Linked DNA regions of Mus musculus: regions 1, 3, 4, 5, 6 and 7 are each linked to region 2. The links are chromatin contacts, called in public ChIA-PET, Hi-C and HiChIP or PLAC-seq maps. All regions are on one chromosome and are shown on one strand. The core of a region is the stretch at or near the end of the contact, and the rest is flanking DNA. Distances in the headings are between cores, read along the strand shown. Region 1 holds the start of Ddost (dolichyl-di-phosphooligosaccharide-protein glycotransferase). Region 2 holds the start of Usp48 (ubiquitin specific peptidase 48). Region 3 holds the start of Mul1 (mitochondrial ubiquitin ligase activator of NFKB 1). Region 4 holds the start of Pink1 (PTEN induced putative kinase 1). Region 5 holds the start of Lactbl1 (lactamase, beta-like 1). Region 6 holds the start of Kdm1a (lysine (K)-specific demethylase 1A). Region 7 holds the start of C1qc (complement component 1, q subcomponent, C chain).

What was found. A called contact is a pair of places that touch in the nucleus more often than the background predicts. ChIA-PET counts read pairs in DNA pulled down with a chosen protein or histone mark. HiChIP or PLAC-seq counts read pairs in DNA pulled down with a chosen protein or histone mark.
Region 1: an RNA polymerase II ChIA-PET map of memory CD8 T cells shows a contact between it and region 2, with 26 read pairs. The contact joins the promoter of Ddost here to the promoter of Usp48 in region 2. A contact is called at or near these places in 2 of 39 promoter capture datasets (liver and pre-B cells), 1 of 484 Hi-C or Micro-C datasets (CD4 T cells) and 3 of 115 datasets of contacts at active chromatin or transcription factors (extraembryonic endoderm stem cells, memory CD8 T cells and pro-B cells).
Region 3: a contact with region 2 is called in an H3K27ac HiChIP or PLAC-seq map of thymic regulatory T cells, with 4 times the contacts expected there. The contact joins the promoter of Mul1 here to the promoter of Usp48 in region 2. A contact is called at or near these places in 1 of 39 promoter capture datasets (liver), 5 of 484 Hi-C or Micro-C datasets (B cells, CD4 T cells, CD8 T cells and 2 more) and 3 of 115 datasets of contacts at active chromatin or transcription factors (large pre-B cells, memory CD8 T cells and thymic regulatory T cells).
Region 4: a Hi-C map of double positive thymocytes shows a contact between it and region 2, with 4 times the contacts expected there. The contact joins the promoter of Pink1 here to the promoter of Usp48 in region 2. A contact is called at or near these places in 3 of 484 Hi-C or Micro-C datasets (CD4 T cells, double positive thymocytes and erythroblasts) and 2 of 115 datasets of contacts at active chromatin or transcription factors (the 230-238 cell line and large pre-B cells).
Region 5: an H3K4me3 HiChIP or PLAC-seq map of bone marrow-derived macrophages shows a contact between it and region 2, with 6 times the contacts expected there. The contact joins the promoter of Lactbl1 here to the promoter of Usp48 in region 2.
Region 6: a contact with region 2 is called in a Hi-C map of regulatory T cells, with 9 times the contacts expected there. The contact joins the promoter of Kdm1a here to the promoter of Usp48 in region 2. A contact is called at or near these places in 1 of 39 promoter capture datasets (liver), 2 of 484 Hi-C or Micro-C datasets (B cells and regulatory T cells) and 1 of 115 datasets of contacts at active chromatin or transcription factors (bone marrow-derived macrophages).
Region 7: a contact with region 2 is called in an H3K27ac HiChIP or PLAC-seq map of neural progenitor cells, with 2.8 times the contacts expected there. The contact joins the promoter of C1qc here to the promoter of Usp48 in region 2. A contact is called at or near these places in 1 of 39 promoter capture datasets (hippocampal neurons), 2 of 115 datasets of contacts at active chromatin or transcription factors (large pre-B cells and neural progenitor cells) and 2 of 9 other capture datasets (adipose tissue and pancreatic islet).

Annotation. Positions count from the first base shown.
Region 1 is chr4:138,303,384-138,306,083 of GRCm38.p6, reverse strand. Ddost (dolichyl-di-phosphooligosaccharide-protein glycotransferase) reads right to left here and starts at 1,346. Exons shown (of 11, transcript NM_007838.3): 1 at 1,046-1,346; 2 at 819-929. The coding sequence starts at 1,205.
Region 2 is chr4:137,592,832-137,595,531 of GRCm38.p6, reverse strand. It overlaps Usp48 (ubiquitin specific peptidase 48), which reads right to left and starts at 1,360. Exons shown (of 27, transcript NM_001355588.1): 1 at 1,016-1,360. The coding sequence starts at 1,149.
Region 3 is chr4:138,433,250-138,435,949 of GRCm38.p6, reverse strand. It overlaps Mul1 (mitochondrial ubiquitin ligase activator of NFKB 1), which reads right to left and starts at 1,278. Exons shown (of 4, transcript NM_026689.3): 1 at 1,071-1,278. The coding sequence starts at 1,190.
Region 4 is chr4:138,324,916-138,327,672 of GRCm38.p6, reverse strand. Pink1 (PTEN induced putative kinase 1) reads left to right here and starts at 1,377. Exons shown (of 8, transcript NM_026880.2): 1 at 1,377-1,840. The coding sequence starts at 1,454.
Region 5 is chr4:136,621,240-136,623,939 of GRCm38.p6, reverse strand. Lactbl1 (lactamase, beta-like 1) reads right to left here and starts at 1,319. Exons shown (of 8, transcript NM_001243262.1): 1 at 1,199-1,319; 2 at 583-655. The coding sequence starts at 594.
Region 6 is chr4:136,601,336-136,604,035 of GRCm38.p6, reverse strand. Kdm1a (lysine (K)-specific demethylase 1A) reads left to right here and starts at 1,313. Exons shown (of 20, transcript NM_001347221.1): 1 at 1,313-1,804. The coding sequence starts at 1,451.
Region 7 is chr4:136,891,468-136,894,167 of GRCm38.p6, reverse strand. It overlaps C1qc (complement component 1, q subcomponent, C chain), which reads left to right and starts at 1,254. Exons shown (of 3, transcript NM_007574.2): 1 at 1,254-1,324; 2 at 1,605-1,789. The coding sequence starts at 1,606.

The sequences.
Region 1 (2,700 bases), core at 97-2,596, 710 kb before region 2:
GACAAAGTTCAGCTCAGTAGATCTTAACAGAAATGTCTAGTGGTGGACTCAACTGCCTTGTAAGACAGAAATAGTTAAGTGTAAGTTACAGATCTTCACTCCATTCAGTAGTCTCTGAGGGCTGGTGAGATGGCTTAGCAGGCAGCCACAGGTCGGTCACTGGGTTCAAGTCTCCAGTAAGGGCTGGGAATGACAAGCGGTGCCTATTACCCAAGCATCAGGAGGCAGAGACTGATCTGAGAGCTCACTGTCCAGCCTGCTTAGTCAAAATGGCAAGCTTCAGGTTCAGTGAGAGACCCTGGCTTAAGGGAGTGAGGAGTGTGACAGAGTAGGTGACCCGATTCTACACGTCCACAGAAGTGTGCACAACCTCACATACATGCATATTTCCCACCACCCCCAATACCAACTAGCCTTGTGTTGGTCAGCCAAAACACATCCATCAGGCCTTAAGGGTTGATGGGTATGTATCTATTTGTATTCTTATGACCTGCAGAATGACTTTTTACAGCAATCCATGTTAATAATGTGACAAATCTTTGTACACAAGCAAGTCAAATCAAGAGTTTCTTTATCAGGACCCTTGTTAGAGAAAACCCCCTTCTCCAGAAGCGAAATGTCTACGGGTGACATTTGGCACTCTATCCTTAGCTGTATCTTTTTGACGGATGAAATCTCCGAGGCCCAAGCTGCAATTAACATTTTCCTCTACTATACTTCGAAACTCACCCCAAGACCCAGAACATGCCCAGGAACAAGAAGACAGCCGTCTCCTGAGCCCCCCCAATCCCATTTCGAGGGGCGACGCGCGCCCTTACCTTCCACCGACGGGGAAAAGATGATAAGGTTGTCATAGAGGAACTCCCCGTACTTAATGAGGGACAAGCTGGGGTCATCTGCGGTCTTGAAGGTGAGCTCAAAGCCCCGGTCTGGAGGAAAGAAACCCGGAACCCGGTCAGGAGAGGAATCCCTGCTGCAGCCCTCGGAGGGGGCTGCCGTCTCCGCCCCAACCCGGGCCATTCCCTCGGCTCTGCTCGGCGCTCACCCTTCAGGCTGCGGAAGAACAGCGAGTGCGTGTCCCGCACGTTCAGGTTGTCCAGCAGCACGAGGGTGCGGGGGCCGCTGGCGCAGACGCAGCCGAGCACGGCCAGCAGCAGCCCGCAGAGGGGCCAGGCGCGGACGGCGAGGCGGGGATCCATCTTCATCTCCCAGCAGCCCAGGCCAGCACCTGGGCACCGGAAGCGTCCCTCGCGGCCGCCCAATGGCCGCTCGCAGCGGCGGAGTACCACTTGGAAGCGGTCCGGGTACTCCGTGGCCCCGCGGCCCACGCCGCTGCGGGGACGGACCAAGAAGCAGGGAACGCCACCGGAAGTGGCCCTCCGGAGGCCGAGTCTCTGTACCTTATTGGCGAAACGCACTTGAGGCTCCGCCTCCCCCATGGAAAAGGGCCAATCCAAGAGAGACAGCTCCGTAGCTGCTGCCAATCAACAAAGCCGGGCGCCCTTTGCCTCCGCCCAGGCTAGCTCCCGCCACATCTCTCAAACTCTCCTCTAGCGTCTCCAGATTTTCCGTTTCCTAGGCAGCCGCCCCTTTTCCCCCAGGACGCAGTTGTCATTACCAGGACCAGATAGGGGTGAATTCCTCGCCTGTCGCTAGTCTAACGGGCTCGGAAGCAGGCCCTTATCTCTTGAGAGCAATGAGGTGGGGAAATAGGCTCTGGCCAGGCCCGAAACAGGGTGGATGGCCAAGGAGAAGGTTAGTGATCAAAAGGCTCTTCACAACCAGGATTGGTGGCTCGTGCTTTTAATTTCAGCACTCGAGTGGGAGGCAGAGGCAGATCTTTGTGACTTCGAGGCCAGCCTGGTCCACATAGTGAGTCCAGGCCTGCTGGGGTCACATATTGAGAGCTGGTATAATGCGGCGGGAGGGAGCAACTTGGCTGGCCGGCCAAGGTGATCCCCTGAACAATCAAGCCACGCGACAGACCTAGTGTAAAGACGATTTATCGTCGGTGGAAGGGAAGGGGACTTGGGACGGGGTAGAGACCGAAAAGGGGAACAGAGAATGGTAGAGAAGAGGCCAGCTGAGAACATCTGGGGGGAGAGAGGAGAGAATAGGAGATAGGGAGAGAGGCAGGTTAGCCGAGAGGAGTCCTTACACGCCTGGCTCGCACCTGGCTGGCGGCTACCCAAGCTGCTGCGTGGTGCCTAGCGGAATTGTCTATAAGCCAACATGGGGTGCCAGCAAGATGGTTCAGCTGATAAAGGTGCTTGTTTGCCACCAAGACTGACGTCGTGAGTTCAATCCCTGGGCCCCAGACGGTGGAAGGAGAGAACGGCCTTCTGCAAGTTGTCTTCTGACACACACACACACACACCAACCCAAGATTCAGGACAGAAATAAAACGTAGAGGTCTAGGGATGTGTACTTCAGTGGGTAAGATGCATGCATTATCTAGATTGCAGGAAGGCCTGGGTTTGATGCCCAGTATCATAGAAAACTAGGCATGGCAGCTGGCAGCTGTAACCTCAGCACTCGAGATACAAACATCAGGATAATTAGTGCAAAGTTGTCCTCAGCTACATGCAAGTCCCAGGCCAGCTGGATGTGACCGTCTCCATATAATAATTATCGTTCCTAAACTTCTCTGAAGCCCAACCACACCACTCAGTGACACTGACTTTAGGGATGTGCCATTGT
Region 2 (2,700 bases), core at 111-2,610:
TGTGATCCTTTGAAGAGAAGCCTGAGCCCTCTTTACTAATTAGCCATCTTTCCAGCCCCAGACTTAACTCTGTCTTTTATATCCCCTGTGCGGGTAATTGAACCAAGGGACTCAAGCATAAAACCACCACTCTACTCTCAAGCTAAACCACCAGCACTGTAACTATACACTTCAAATGAGTGCCTCGGTAAAGCTGTTTCAATTCCACACTATACAAATTGATGCCGTTCCAGAACTTCGAGGAGTCTTAATGTCCTTGTGAGCAGACACCTAGAGTTTAGAAAGATGCACCCGCTTTACTTTTGAAAACTTCCTAACTTACATTATATCTCAAATGAGGCACAGCTCTGAAGCCAGGAACCAAGGCTTCCACGTCTTCCACTTTTCCCTACACGCCCGATGACACGGAGCTATGGAGCATGCCTCGGTTTATCAATTCGATTGAACACAGGCCGGTGCAGGCTACGAGGTGGGGATAAGAAAACCACTCTACGCAAAAAAAGATCAGAACCAAGGGCCACGAAGGGGGAGCAGAATTTAAACAGCTAAAAACACTTTACTCTGCAAAGTGGTGTGGAGTTAGGGTGACCAAAAGAAAACACCTATAGGTCAAAGAGAGCCAGCCAATGAGAGCGGGGGACCGATGACGTAGGTTAACCAAAGGGTTTTCTAAACCTGCTCTCTGCAAGTGATACTTAGGTGATCAGGCCTTCTCAGCGTGCAATGACAGGAGATACAATGTCGACGAAGTTCGCTGTCGGCAAGTTCCCCTTTTACAAGCGAAAAGCGCACAGCTATGCCCAAGATCAAACAACACTCCAGCGTTACTTACTAAGCCCTATCTCCAACTATCTCCACCGCCATCTTCAGGATGCGAGCCCAGCAGCCGCATCACTTCGGGGGCTGCGTAGCTCCCGGGTCGTGCAAACTGAAAGGAGATGCAGTAACACCGTGCATCGCCCTGGTTCCCGGTCCCCCGTCCCCCGATCCCGCCTCGGCCACGCGAGGACCTCACCTGCACACGCCTCGGATACAAGGCTCCAGCCAGATGCGGTAGGCGGTCTCGATGTGCTCCTGCGACACCTCCTCGGGCCGCACCGTCTCCGCCCAGCGCCAGGCCGCCTTCTCCAGCTGCAGCCGCGGAGCCATAGCCTTGACCGAGGTAGCACTCGCCGAGCCCGGTGGCCTCCGGCGCCGCCTCCGTCTCCGCCCGAATGGGCACGGGCCCCTGCCAGCCGAAAGAACCCAGCGCTGCCCTCAGACAGGAGAGCAGTCAATCACCTGCGCGCGCCACGGCCGCCGCGCCCGCCCGCCCGCGCCCAGCTCGCACGACCAGCCGCAAAGCGCCGCCGCCGCCGCCGATACCCGACAGACCCCGCGCCTGCGGACGTTGGAGGCGTACGCCCTGCCGCAGTCTGCGCATGCGTGCTCCCAGGAGTCCCTGCGCCGAAAGCCCATGTAATCCGACTGGCGGAAGAAAGCCAAGCGTCTGCCCAAAGGCGACTCGCCACGTCTTTTTTCCGCCATGGTGAAGGCAGCTAGCTACGCTTCAGCCTCCGTCGTCTACTCCGACGAGCGAGAGCTTGCCCTTGCTTTCCACACTTCCCCTGTTACTGTGACAAAGTTACACCATAGAGTACTCAACGCACACCATAGGGCCACCGGGACTGTGAGTGGGACCTGATAATAGCAGAAACCGAGGCAGCCGGAACGCCACAGTCGGATCGAGGATTTCACTTGAGCCTGGGCGAGTTCCGGCTCCTTGCCCGTGCTTTCTGACGTCACGAGGCGTTATGTGGTTTGCGGATGCTACAACGGGACTACATATCCCAGCGTGCAATGCGCTCTGCCACTCGCGGAGCGCGAGGCATCCTGGGGTTTGTAGTCTTCGAAGTGATAGGCTCAGTCTTTGAGTTGCAGGTTGTTTAGAAGCATACACAGGTCTGGGACGTGTTCTTTGCTGTAGGCTGTTGACCAGAGGGTCAACACTTTGACGTCTTAATTCGTTATGGAGTGTACACCCTAGCTCCCTGCTGTGATATTATTTCCTTTTTGCAACTACTTCCCCTTAGACCTAAAAAAGGCTAAACTGAATCACAGCGTTTTGTAACAGAAAAGAGCTATTACAGCTAAAGAGAGAAAATTCCAGGACTTTAAATATGTAAAAGCCCTGTGGGAATTCAAGGACTAATTCCTCCCTTATCTACTCCTCAACCCACCCCACCAGCCCCCAAGTAACCTTGAACTGAAGTCAAGATTTACTGAAGCAAGATTTGGTCCTTTGGTTGAATTTAGGCTGAAAATAAAAAACACAAAAATCTTCTAAGTCAGGACACACACACATACACCTCCTTTCTTAAAGAATTCCTACACCAGTTGGTTGGTGGTGGCACACACTTTTAATCTCAGGAGGCAGAGACAGGTAGATCTCTGAGTTAGTGGGCCAACCTTGTCTACAGAGTGAGTTCCAGGACAGCCAGGGCCACACAGAGAAACCTCGTCTCCTGGAAGGAAAAAAAAAAAAAGTCAAACAAATAAACACTGAATTCCTATACCACTGGTTAACAGTTGAACACTGTTGTGGGGCCCACCTTTAATCCCAGTACTCTGGTGGTGAAGGGTAGAGCCTTGCAAATTTAGTGAGTTTCTTTTTTTGTTGTTTGTTTGTTTTGTGGGGCCCACCTTTAATCCCAGTACTCT
Region 3 (2,700 bases), core at 29-2,528, 840 kb before region 2:
CTTTTTATTATATGGGTGGTTTTGCCTGCATGCATGTCTGTGTATCACATACATGCCTGGTACCCAATAGAGGCCAAAAGATCACCTGGGACTGGAGACAAAAATAAAACAGAGACGGAAATGTGCCGTCTGAGCTGTTAAGTGCAACCCTCAAATGAGAATGTAGTTTTAAAGTAACTATAATATACAAAGAAATGACTGTAGAAACCTGGAGCGGAGCGGTTAAATAGATGAGCCTTTAAGTTCTCTGTTCTCCAAATGAGCCTCTAAGTTTGCTGTTCTTCACGTTGGAATCACCCCTGCCTTACATATCTTCACATCCTCCATCTCCGACCCAAGTATCACCTTGTTTAAAATGGCGACGCCCCCCTGTCAATGGCCATAATCTAGAATCACTTGGAAAGAGTGTCTCAACAAGGAACTGTCTATATTGAGTCAGCCTGTGTAGGCATAGCTGTTTAGACACTGTCCTGATAGCTCTAACTGAAGGGGGGAAACTCGCTGTTGTGTTGTGACTGACACCATTCTCTAGGTCTGGGCTCTGGACTGTTTAATAGTTGTTTCTCTCGACTCAGACGTGATTTGCAGCTGACTCAAGTTCCTGGCCTGGACTTCCCCGCGATGATGAATGGTAACCTGAAACTACAAACGAAATAACCCTTCTCCCTCTCCTAAGCTGCTTTCTGTCAGATATTTTACTATAGCAAAAGGAACGGAACTCTCCGTTTCCCTATCTTTCCGCTTTTCTCTGCCCTACTCCAACCCGATTCTCGCCCTATCACACGATCCAATTACGTGTAGGCGTGTGGTTGACCTAGAATGCACTGTGCACCAGGACAATGGCCTGTTTTTCTCACTACCTGGTGCCCAGCAGGTTTTCGAGAAACAGTTTTACAGCACTGCAATAACGTCCAGTGACACTGAGGGTCACTGGGGGGGGGCAGCCTCGCTGCAGCAGGTGCCCGGGATCCCCTCTGGCTGCGCGTCGTCTGGGGCCCTGTGGCTCCCCGGTGCGCCCCGGCGCGAGCTGCCAGTGAGACCGGGCTGCCCACCCCACCCCCCGCACTGACCTTGAGTTCCTGCGCGACCTGGGCCTTCTGCCGGTATATGGAGTACAGTACGGCGGTGACCATCGAACTGGTGCCCAGCAGGATGACCTGGCCGAGCGACGGTCGCGAACCGCTCTCCATGGCGACCCCAAGCCGCACCAGCCGCCTCGAAATCACCTGCGACCCCTACGCAGCCGCGCAGCCCTTCCCGGAACCCGTCGCCCGTCGATGACGTAAAAACCGGAAGTGGAGGACGGGGGTGGAGCAAAGACGTTGCCTAGGTGGTTGCGACGTTACTGCGGCCTCCTGGGAAACCGGTGGGGCTGGCTGTGGTCACGTGGGAGCTCTCCCTCCGGGTTTCTAGACGTTCTTGCTCCGTTATTGTTAAATGACATCTAATTTATCCTATGAGAGCGTGCCTTGGTGCACCTATAGAGGGCAGGACTCGATCTGAGCGTCCCGGTTTCTCCTACTTTATGGGTCCTTGGGATGGAACTCAAGTTCTTAGCCATGGTGGCAAAGCACCTTTACTCACTGGTCTGTTTCTCCAGCCCTTGCTGGATTATTTGATGTCGCCGCCGTCAGATGGGGAGCTGAGTAAAACGCGTGTTCAGCACCAAGAAGTGTTAGGCTTTAAGCTATCGGAGAACCTTGAAACCTGGCTTTTAAAGATGAAGAAACTAGCCCGGCGTGGTGACGCACACCTTTAATCCCAGCACTTGGGAGGCAGAGGCAGGCGGATTTCTGAGTTCGAGGCCAGCCTGGTCTACAAAGTAAGTTCCAGGACAATACAGAGAAACCCTGTCTCGAAAAACCAAAAAAGAAGAAGAAGGAGGAAGAGGAAGAAGAAGAAGAGAAGAAAGAAGAAGAAAAAAGAAACTGGGGCCAGAGGGGATGGAGAACATGGTCGGAGCCATACTGCAAAGGAGAGCTGGAGAAAAATTAGTCCAGCTTCAAAGCCCTCAACCACTACACCAGTTGAATTGATTCTACACCAGTTGAATCGCGAAAATAGCTCTTAATCTACTGCCACGCCACCCCCAAAACAGCATACTGCTTATTTAATAATAACAGCAAATATTTTTATTGAGTGACTATTATATGCCTTGTACTGTAGTTCGTATTTCTTAGGCCTGGCCTGTGTTTCACTCCACTATCTAGGGACCAAACCCAGGGTTTCAAGTGTTCTTCCACTTAGCTCCGTCCCAGTCACTCCAGACCAGCATTTGATGCATTCAACCACTGCCACAGTAGAGTTTCAGGAGAGGAAACTGAGGCTTCGGTTAAGAAATACACACAGTCCAGCACTCAGGAAGCAGAGGAAGGCAGACCTCTGAGTTCAAGGCCAGCCTGGTCTACAGAACGAGTTCTAGTACAGTTGGGACTACACAGAGAAGCCTTGTCTCAAAAAAACAAGTGGTGGGGAGAATATAAATACACTCAGACCTTTAACTAAAAATGATAATGGGCTTCAACCCAGGTGACCTTTGGAGAACTCGTCCAACTCCTCTCAGACATCAGAGTCGCCGCAAGTCTTAGCCAGCACATCTGCCTGCAAAGCCTGGGTTCTCCTTGCAGTGTCCTATAGGTTATCCTTTAAATTCCTCAAAATAGACCTAATGATATTCATTGGAGTGCTTTTTAAATAACA
Region 4 (2,757 bases), core at 128-2,627, 730 kb before region 2:
TTTACATCTTTAGGCAGCGAGAGAGCGCAGGGCGCGCAGAGCCAGAGAGATGCCAGCGAGAGAGAATGGCGGAAAACCCGTCCCCTTTTTAGGAGAGTTATATTTCGCCTAGGACGCATCACTCCCTGATTGGCTGCAGCCCATGGCCGAGCTGACGTTCACGGGAAAGGCAGAGTACAAGTAGTCGTAAAATACCCTTGGCACATGCGCAGATTATTTGTTTACCACTTAGAACACAGGATGTCAGCGCCATCTTGTGACGGCGAATGTGGGGGCGGCTCCCAACACTACCTCTGGTGGGTAGTGGGTTAAAAGAGAGGTTAAAGCATTGAAGAACCATCATTTAAAATAGGCTTTGAAGGCTGGGCAGTGGTGGCACACGCCTTTAATCCCGCACTTGGGAGGCAGAGGCAGGTGGATTTCTGAGTTCGAGGCCAGCCTGGTCTACAGAGTGAGCTCCAGGAGAGCCAGGGCTATACAGAGAAACCCTGTCTCAACACCCCCCCCCCCCAAAAAAAATAGGCTTTGAAAAAAATTAAAAATTTCACTGGATGACCAGTATTTGGTATTATGTGATTTTACACACACACACACACACACACACACACAAAATTATGCTTAAGTCAGAGACAAGCAAAAAGATTATTCAGCCTGATGTGGTGGTATATACCTGTAATCCCCACACTCCAGAGGGCCATCCTAGTCTACAGGAAGAATTCCAAGCCAACCAGGGCTATGCAAGGCCTTGTCTCAAATAAAGTAAAATAAAATGAGTAAAAATAGTAACAGGGTTAATAACCTTATTATCAGCTAGCTATTCGTAACAAGCAGTTTAAGTCATAGGGATTTATTAAGCATCTGGGTGGCTTCTGGTTAAGTCTCCCAGTCAGTCTCAGACCTCAGCTCCTGCACCCACTGGTGCATAAATTATGGCCTTTGGTCAAGATTTCCCTCCAAGATCTAAGCCCCGGAACCTCCAACCTGTCTGTACAGGAGCATGAGAGCACTTGGGAGTGGGGGAGAAGAGCCAAGGTCTTCCCTCGATAGCCAGGGCAGTGTGAACTTCAACCTCAACTCTAATACCTGCAAGCAATCTGGAAACACCACAGTCGCTTATCTACAAAATTGGCACTCATATCATGGGGGGGACAGTCAAACTAGCTAACAGGTGTAAAGGGCCTGGATCGGTGACTGATAACAAATATTAGTTTCCTGGCTCAACGTCTCATCTTAACCAGGACCAGTGAAGTTGTTCACAACCCCTCGACCTGGGTTCAAAGTGCAAACCAGCTGCACCAAGGGATGCAGGGATGAGCGGGTAGCGCCCCCGCGTGCTGCGCAGGAGAACTGCCGGGGACCGCCCCCCGCGCTTGCGCACAGGCGCCGCCCCCGAAGTTTGTTGTTGTCCCAGACGTTTGTGGCGGTGGCAGCTGGCTCCGGTCACCGCGCCACCATGGCGGTGCGACAGGCACTGGGCCGAGGCCTGCAGCTGGGTCGGGCGCTGCTGCTGCGCTTCGCGCCCAAGCCCGGCCCGCTGTTCGGCTGGGGGAAGCCCGGCCCCGCGGCGGCCTGGGGCCGCGGAGAGCGCCCAGGCCAGGTCGTAAGCCCCGGAGCACAGCCTCGGCCGGTCGGGCTCCCCCTCCCGGACCGCTACCGCTTCTTCCGCCAGTCGGTAGCTGGGCTGGCGGCGCGGATCCAGAGGCAGTTCATGGTGCGGGCCCGGGGCGGCGCAGGCCCTTGCGGCCGAGCGGTCTTCCTGGCCTTCGGGCTGGGGCTGGGGCTGATCGAGGAGAAGCAGGCGGAAGGCCGGAGGGCCGCCTCGGCCTGTCAGGAGATCCAGGTGAGAGCGGCGGTGGGCGGGAGCGCCGGGAGCGGGCCGAACCGGGCCAGAGTGTAGCCCTGAGGCCAGCCGGGCCGGGGCGGGGCCTAGGCCAGGAGGAGGCGGGGTTAGGAGAGTGAGTGATCTGGGTGGGGCGGGGCCAAATTGGACAGCAAGGGCGGAGTTAGTTGGATAGTTGTTGGGGCAGCCTCAGAATCCTAGTGGTGTAGGGGCGGGTCGTGAACCAGGGCGTGGTAGGAGCCTGGGCATTGGGAAGGGCAGGTCTCTGAGCCGTGATTGGGCAATTTAAGGGGGTGGGGTACTCGTGGACCAGACTGAGTGGCTGGTGGCATCTTAGTTATGTGTCTAAGAGCATGAGGACATGCCTAGACCTTGGGGGGGGGGGTAGGTAGATCAGGGGATAAGGCAAAGATTAAAATCTATCTATGACTTGGACTATACATTTCTTGGAATTGATCTGTTAATTAAGGCTGACCTATTTCCCATTACTGATGGCCTGATATGCCGACACTTTGCAAACAGTATGGTTTAAAAGCTGCTGATTATTGGTCTCTGTTGCACTGTAACAAATGGCTTTGAGTAAATTTCTTTTCTTTTGGGATGCATAAAAGGGGGACAGAGCCTTGATTTGTATATGTAGCCCAGGTTTGTCTTGAACTTTTTTTTTTTTTAGTTTTTCAAGACAGGGTTTCTCTGTGTAGCCCTGGCTGTCCTGGAACTCACTTTGTAGACCAGGCTGGCCTCGAACTCAGAAATCCACCTGCCTCTGCCTCCCAAGTGCTGGGATTAAAGGTGTGCACCACCACAGCCCGGCTGGATGATAACATTTGGAATGTAAATAAATAAAATATCCAATTGAAAAAAAAAAGTCACTCAGGAGGCAGAGGCAGGCGGATTTCTGAGTTCGAGGCCAGCCT
Region 5 (2,700 bases), core at 70-2,569, 970 kb after region 2:
TACTTATAACTTTTCAAAGGCCTGAACCAACCAAATATCCTTCAATGATGAATGAAAATATGACTCATAGGTCCATGCAATCGAATGTTACATAGCAACATAAAGAATAGAGTATCTATATATATAATAATATGTATAAATCTTAAATGCACTGTGCTAAGTGAAATAAATAAACCATTCTCAAACGCGGACGGATTGTAGCATCATTTGTATAACACTCTGGAAAGGGCAACAAACAGAACCTGAGCTCAGCTCTGCACCTTCCAGCTCTGGACAAATGACTTCACCTCTTGAAGCCAGAAGACTGCCCCTCCCCCCGGGAGAGCTCAGGTGAGCCCCTACAGAGCTGTGCAGGAAGCATGGATCGATTGGCAAACAAGTTGTGTTACAATAACAAGTGTTAGCTCAACTGTCATAGTTGCTTTACTTGTTCCAGAGAGAAACAAGCAAGAGCAGAGGCTCCGGTGGGGAAGCAGGTGAAGCAGCCAGGGTGGGAAGGAGGGCAGAGTCACTGAGCAAGCAGCTGAGGAGGAGCTAGGGATGTTGACCAAGAAAATGTGTGACTTCCTGATTGGGACTCACCCGAGTCTTCATCTTCCTTAGGGCATGGAAGATTCCAGCTCCTTGAGGATTCTGGCCTGCAGCGCAGGAAACCCTGTGGACAGGAAACTAAGAGAAGCAAAGGCAAGAAGAAGTGGGAGCAGTGGGGAGACAGGGCCCGGAGAGATGGCTCAGAGCTTAAGAGCACTGCTGCTATTTCAGAGGATCTGGGTTCAATTCCCTGCATCTACATGGTAGCTCACAACCATCTATAACCACAGTTTCTGGGGTTCTGACACTCTCCAGGGATGCCAGACCTACCCATGATACAAGCATAAATGGGGAAACATACATACACATAAAATTAATAATAAAGACATGTCCTGGGAGAAGAAGGGACAGAAAATAGCTAGAAAGGGGGTAAAATGAGGATGGTGGGGAAGGAGGACCCCACTTCCCAAGCTCAGAAGCCTGGCTGATTCGCAGTGCCTGATTGTCCAGGACTATCCTGCTTCTTGCACTAGAAGACCCAGAACCCCTTCTATCTCAGGCAAACCTGAAGGAGGGCACCAAACCTACCCCAAATCTACCAGCCTCTAATTCCAGCTCCTTCCCCCACAACCATCTGCCAGGCCCCAGACTCTCACATTTTACCTACTTCCAGAAGGATCTAATGGAATCCACAATTCAGCTCTTTCAACCGGGATCCCTGTGTTTCAAGGGTCTTCCTGAACGCTCAGCATGAGCTTTGCCCAAACTGCCAGCAGCCGTGACAGATGTGGCCCTCATTTCTCCAGCTCTAATCCCTCGCTGTCCTCTGCCTAGAGGATTAGCTTCCCAGGAGCCCTGGCAGCAGGGAAGCTGGGCAGATGTATCAGAGTGCCGGACATCTATGCCATGTGACCACAGAAGCTATAGTCCGGGGGCATGAAGAAACTCAGGAAAAGAGGTGACAAAAGACAGCTACCAGGATCTGACCCTCAGGCCCTTAGAACCCTTTTCCAAGCTCAAACCAGTTCACCAGTCACCTCTGAGAACACAGGTGTGAGCCTTTCTATTAAGTGCCCAGGAGAGCCACTGTTACCTGGAAGTGAGACTCTCTCGGTTTCTTTGTAAATGAGGACAATAATGACTACAGCTAATTAAGTAGGAGAGTGCTTCTAAGGCAGAAGCCCGTGACCTGCCCCTAGGAGGGGCTGGCTCTGCCAAGGCTGGCACTCATGACTTGGCTCTGGTATCAAACTCCCAATCTGGTCCAAAGGCTGACTTTAGATTTTTTTTCTAAGTCTAAGAAAATCTAAGACTGACTTAGATTTTCGGGAATGTCAGAGGACAACTCGCAAGAAGTGGTTTTCTCTTTCCACTGTGTGGGTCCCAGGGATTGAATTCAGGTCATCAGGCGTGGTGGCAAGCACCTCTACCTACTGAGCCATCTTACAGGCTGTCTGTGTCTTTGATCTGCACAGGAACTGCAGGAAGAAGAATCTAGCTTGTCACACTTTCCATCCATCCAAAGGAGCTGATATTCAAAGTTCCCAGGAAGAGCAAGGGCTAAGATTGGAACACAGGACACAGGTCCCCCTCCCCTGGTCCCCAAAGCCTTCCTTATATCTCCATCTGACTGACTATGAGGTCGTCGGGGGGTGGGGGGGTGGCATGTCAAAGCTAGGACTGATGATCTGAGTCAGATAGTTTACTGCAAGGGCCTGCAAGACTTCCCTTAGGGGACCCACCCATGTCTCAATGACTCCACTGTCTTCTGTGGCACTCCTCCTGGATACTCAAGTTGACCCAGCTTCTGGAGGCAGGTGTTTCTCCCTTGTAAATCCGGATTATTTCCAATTCAGCTAGAAGAGAATCCACACCATGTCATATAGCAAATCACCACTAGATGGCAGAAGGTGTACATGGAATGTCCCAGCTTGCTCTTCCTTTAAAGGTATTTTACTGGAGAATTGGTCTTCAGGTTCTATACCTGTGAAACAAGAAAGATCAAACACACACACAGACACAGATACACATTCATATACATACACACACATACTCACATACATACAAAGAAACACACCAGCACACACACATATATACACACATACACACACACACTAGCACATAAACACACACATACACACACTAGCACATAAACACACATACTCACAG
Region 6 (2,700 bases), core at 64-2,563, 990 kb after region 2:
GTACCACCTGCCAAAACTAAAACAAAGGCTTAATCCATTTAAGTCCGTAGTTTTGGGAAATGGACTGACCTTGCTTTTTGGCTTCTGTAGTTCTGCTTCTGGCTAACTGAAGCTTTTAAAAAAGTTTTATTTATTATTTCTAAGTACACTGTAGCTGTCTTCAGACACACCGGAAGAGGGCATCAGATCCCATTACAGATGGTTGTGAGCCACCATGTAGTTGCTGGGAATTGAACTCAGGACCTCTGAAAGAGCAGTCACTTCTCTTAACCACTGAGCCATCTCTCCAGCCCCCCATCTCCCCAGGCCCCAAGTAAATACTTTCTATTGGCTTAAACCCATGCCTGCATTCTTCTCTGGTGAATATCTCATAGCCCCCCAACATCCTATACATCTCAACATCTCATGAATAAAACACCCACATTCACAACATTAGAAAGAACTGACCAAGCCGGGCAGTGGTGGCACATGCCTTTAATCTCAGCACTTGGGAGGCAGAGGCAGAGGCAGGTGGATTTCTGAGTTAGAGGCCAGTCTGGCCTACAAAGTGAGTTCCAGGACAGGCTGGGCTATACAGAGAAACCCTGTCTCGGAAAAACCAATCCCCCACCCCCCTCCCCAAAAAAGAAAAAAAGAAAAGAAAGAACTGACCTAGGTTGAAGAAGTGTTATGCGCCTGGAGATGAGAGGCATGGAGGAGGAGGCATGGTGGCGAGCATGTGCAGCCTCAAGAAAGAAAATAAACACGGCTTGGAGGCAAGAGCGAGTCCACTTTGACTCAAACCAGAAATTCCTCATTTCTCTCTATTTTATTACCGTGGAAATTCGTGCACTCTTTATTTCCCCACAGTCCAAGCAGGGCCATTATGAAGCTAGTTTCCCTAGCTCTAGGGATAACTCGGGGCCATATACATTCTGGGCCAGTGCTCTAAAGGTTGAGTTACAGAGCACAGGATAATTAAGTGATCATTAATTAAGTTGTACTTCAGAGTGTTCCCCTGTCTCAATTAGGTAGTAAGCCCTCTGAAAGCCGGAATTCCATAATCCACCCCTTGTCCTGCAGGGAGAGTGAATGTTATTAGTTGAAGTGACTAGTGTATGGGGTGAATATTGAGAGTCCTTGATGAAAACGGTCGGGCTCAGAACCCGAAGTCAGGCGGATATGCTGGGTCGCACTCCCAATCGCAGGGGGCGCTCTAGGTCAGCCTCGCGATCGGAGCTGCGGCGCCGCTCTAGCCTCCAGGACGTCGCTCTCTGGTCTTGAGCCGGGGACAAGCGGCTGCTTTTTTGTCCTGGTGCGGCGGGAGCGCGCAGGGCGCGTGCGCACGCGGGGGTGTTTGGCTTCGCACGGAGCGTGAGAGGTGCGGGGCGGAGAGGCGCGAGGCGGCTGCGGACCCACGGAGCGGCAGACCGATCGGCCCCTGCGGCCCGCGGCGGCCAGGCGGCCCGAGATGTTGTCTGGGAAGAAGGCGGCGGCGGCGGCAGCGGCAGCGGCGGCGGCGGCGGCTGCTGGGACCGAGGCCGGGTCCGGGGCGGCGGGCGGTGCCGAGAACGGCTCTGAGGTGGCCGCGCCGCCCGCGGGCCTGACGGGCCCCACCGACATGGCTACGGGGGCGGCGGGCGAGCGCACTCCCCGAAAGAAGGAGCCTCCGCGGGCCTCGCCGCCCGGGGGCCTAGCCGAGCCGCCGGGGTCTGCTGGGCCCCAGGCGGGGCCCACAGCCGGGCCCGGCTCCGCGACGCCCATGGAGACCGGAATAGCCGAGACCCCGGAGGGCCGACGGACCAGCCGGCGCAAGCGGGCCAAGGTGAGGCCGTGATCGAACCGCTGGTCCCGGGGACCGGAGTGGGGCCGGGGGAGGGGAGGCCCGGCCTTTGTGCGGGGACCCGGTGTATCGGGCGCTGGAGGGTGTGACCCTGATGGTCTGACTGGGAAAGATGGCTTCCCGACGCGTTTGTCTACCTGTGTGTCTGATGTGTGCGGACGGCGGACGGCTTCTGGGTTGTGTACACCGGGGAGATGGGTGTGATGCTCTAAGAGTCAAGCTGCATGAAAAGAAAGAGACTTTTTCTTTGTTTTTGAAAGGTCTTGCTGTACGCCAGGTACGCGTAGACTCTTATTTCTTTCTTTCTTTTTTTTAAAGATAAAATAATAAAATATACAAAAACCAATCGTTTATTGTGCGTGTGCGAGTTGGGGTCATAGGATAGCTCGCCTGAGTCCTTCCTGTCTTTCCGCCATGCTAAGGAATCGAACTGAGGTTGTCAGGCCTGGAGGCCAGCGCTTTCTTGGGGCCCGGGTAGACTTTTTCAAATTGTGGAAGCGAATGAAGAATACCAGTTGGACACGGGGCGAATATAAAGATAAAGATTTGGCATCAAATCCAACACTATCCACAGATAACCTCTGTCTCACACCCCAGTATGCCAGATGGTGCATTTGGCACAGGGCCAGCGTTTTTCGTTTTCCCAAACACCACTGGACTGGTATTGTTAGCTTCATTTTAAGAATGAGTAAAAAGAGGTTTGCAGTTTCAGAGTTTGGTGTTTTGACAAGGTGTAATTCGATATTGAAACAAACAAACAAACAAACAAACAACCCTCTGGGTCAGTAACCTTGCTAAGCATTGGTGTGGCTTTATTGCACAGTATTAGCCTTAACCAGAGATGCTTAATCTGATGGGGAAATTGGAAATACATATGG
Region 7 (2,700 bases), core at 5-2,504, 700 kb after region 2:
GCGTGGTGGAGAAGGCTGAGCACGGACCGAGCCTGACACCTGCTGGAAGAGCCAGGCCAGGCACAGAGGCGCCCAAGACCGAAGAGCAAGGGATTCATCACTACCACCTCACAATACAGAGCCCACCACGCTCGGCTCCTCCCAGTCCCTCACCCTTACCTTAGCCACATAGCATATCCTGGGCTACAAGTGGAGGGACAGTCAGGAGGACTGAAAGAGCAAGACCCTGTGGGCTGCTCAACTAGGTATCCTGAATTGCTAGTGTGGGTCAGGATGTAGCATATGCAGGGTGTAGAGAGCCTGGCTTAGATGTAGCTCCCTCCCCAATGCCCTACACAGGACCCCAGCCCAACCCCAAATCCAGGTAATGAGAGCATTAAGTTGGGCTATCCTACTGCCCCAATCTGCCTTCATCCCATAAATTCCACTTGAGGAAAGAGTCAGGAAGAGGCCTGGCCTGACCACTGCAAGTTCCAGGACCAGAGACAAGGTGGGGGCAGGATGAAGGGGGTAGAAAAACCATCAAGGTGGTGGGGGCCTAGCAAAAGAAGAGGTAGTGCCAATCAGGTCTCTGGAATTCCTACATCCAGTGGGGAGATCAGTCTGCGGGGCAGTGACTGCGTCTCCTGGTCAGGGAGAGACCAGCAAGAAGGAAAAGCAGAGGCTCTGTCTCTGATGCACCCATGCCAAGCAAGCTCACCCTGGCACCCTTCCCTGAGCCTGACAACTGGAATGGGTACATGGATGTTTCTAGACTAAGGCCCACCACTTGACAATTTCATGCGAGGCTTGTTTCTGGAAAGCTGCTGAACACAGGGGTCACCCAGCAACTGCACAGTGTGTGACTTAGGGCAAGCCTCAGTTTCCTCTTCTGGAAGAGGGGCTGTAACTTCATCTCAGGGAGATAGAAGGCCATTGATTCTCAAGCACGGAGGATGCCATAGAATGATCACCCTGCCCCTAGGGACAGCTGTGCCCTGGGTTCAGGTCTACACCACACACACACACACACACACACACACACACCCTGGTGTTCTCAGGATGAAGGGACGGCAGACACTTCCTCATTTTGGCACACATGACCTAGGGCCAGGGAAGGAAGGGGTGGGTAGAGATATCACTGTGGTCAGCCTGGATCAGAACCTAAAAGAAAGTGTCAAGTCAGGGAAAATTTCTGGAAAGGGGATGTAGGGTTAGGGTGCTGTGGGGGAGGGGGCTCTCCCTGCTCTGGGCGGTTCTTCTCTCACAGCTCTGAAACAGTATGTTCCTGTCTGGGAGAACAGGACGTCTCTGTGATTAGGCCTGAAGTCCCTTACACCCTCAGGTGAGGCTGGGACCCTGCTGCAGTGCGAGCGAGTTGTGGTTTCCCCTCAGGTACCCTCCTGAACCATAGGACTAGGGGTGTCTTTGTTTGCTGGGATAGGCCTTCTCTAAGGCTTGGACCTTAGAAGAGACCCACTACCTATCTGTCCATCATCCATCCAGCCATCTGTGGTTGGATGTGGACTCCCCAGGATGAAGGGCTACGGAAGGGGACGGGGCAATGAGGAGAGGGAGGGAGAATTCAGTACCAGTTCCTCCATCTCACCCCCGCCCCTCCTCAGGATGGTCGTTGGACCCAGTTGCCAGCCTCCATGTGGACTTTGCCTGCTGCTGCTGTTTCTTCTGGCCCTACCACTCAGGAGCCAGGCCAGCGCTGGCTGCTATGGGATCCCAGGGATGCCAGGCATGCCGGGGGCCCCTGGGAAGGACGGGCATGATGGACTCCAGGGGCCCAAGGGAGAGCCAGGTAAGTCTGCTTGCCTGGATGGAGGCTGGCCTTGGGGCGGGAAGCGCAGAGCCCTCTCTTTCTGCAGGTCCTCAGAGTTCAGACTTTAGCCTCCAGACTGACTCTGGTGACCTTGCAGCATGCTGCCCTCATTTGCCTTATCCTGTAGAAGGGAATAAAGAGGAGCCTCTGTCCCTGCAGGCAGGTGACAGCCTGTTCATTCTACAGATGGATGCTTAGGGAAGGTGGCCCACACTGCCGGGGCACCTATGGGAGGGTCAAAACCAAGCCAAGTCCACCACCTCCCTCTTTATCAGCTTACACAACTTTTTTTTTAACCCCACAGTGCCTTAGTTTGCACGTCTGTGAAATGGGTGCTGCAATCCCTGTTTCTCAGGTTGTCACAGCTTTGAACACGTTTACATAGATGACAAAATTAAGCACCTAGCAGGTGTGATGGTCTCTGTCAATCAGGATGCAAGGGGCAGGGTGGTCAGGACCACACCCAGGGTGTTCTCACGAGTGTCATGGTGTGAAGGGCAGGCCAAGGAAAGGAGTGGGCTGCTAGGGTTAGGGAAGAGAGGAGGGCAGGTGTTGTGGCCCTTTATGAGTGTGGGTGCTTTCCCTGGGAGATCAGTGGAGTCTGGGCATGAGGGAGGGTAAGTAGGGCTGAGCAGAACTCGTGGGGACTTCGGGGACAGAGGGATGAGACAGGGGGCTAATGGAAAGCGCCCTAAAAAAAAAAAGAATGTCCATACTGGCCTCTTTCCTCCCAGCCACCAAATGAAATCTTGCGACCCTGGAAGGAATTACTCACTAGAGGGGAGCCGGTGAGCCCCCCTGGGCTGCACTTTACGGGACCCTGTACATAGGCTGGCAGAGGAGCTTTCTGAGGTCCCCCGGCCACCAGGTTTGGCTCTGAGCATTCTGCA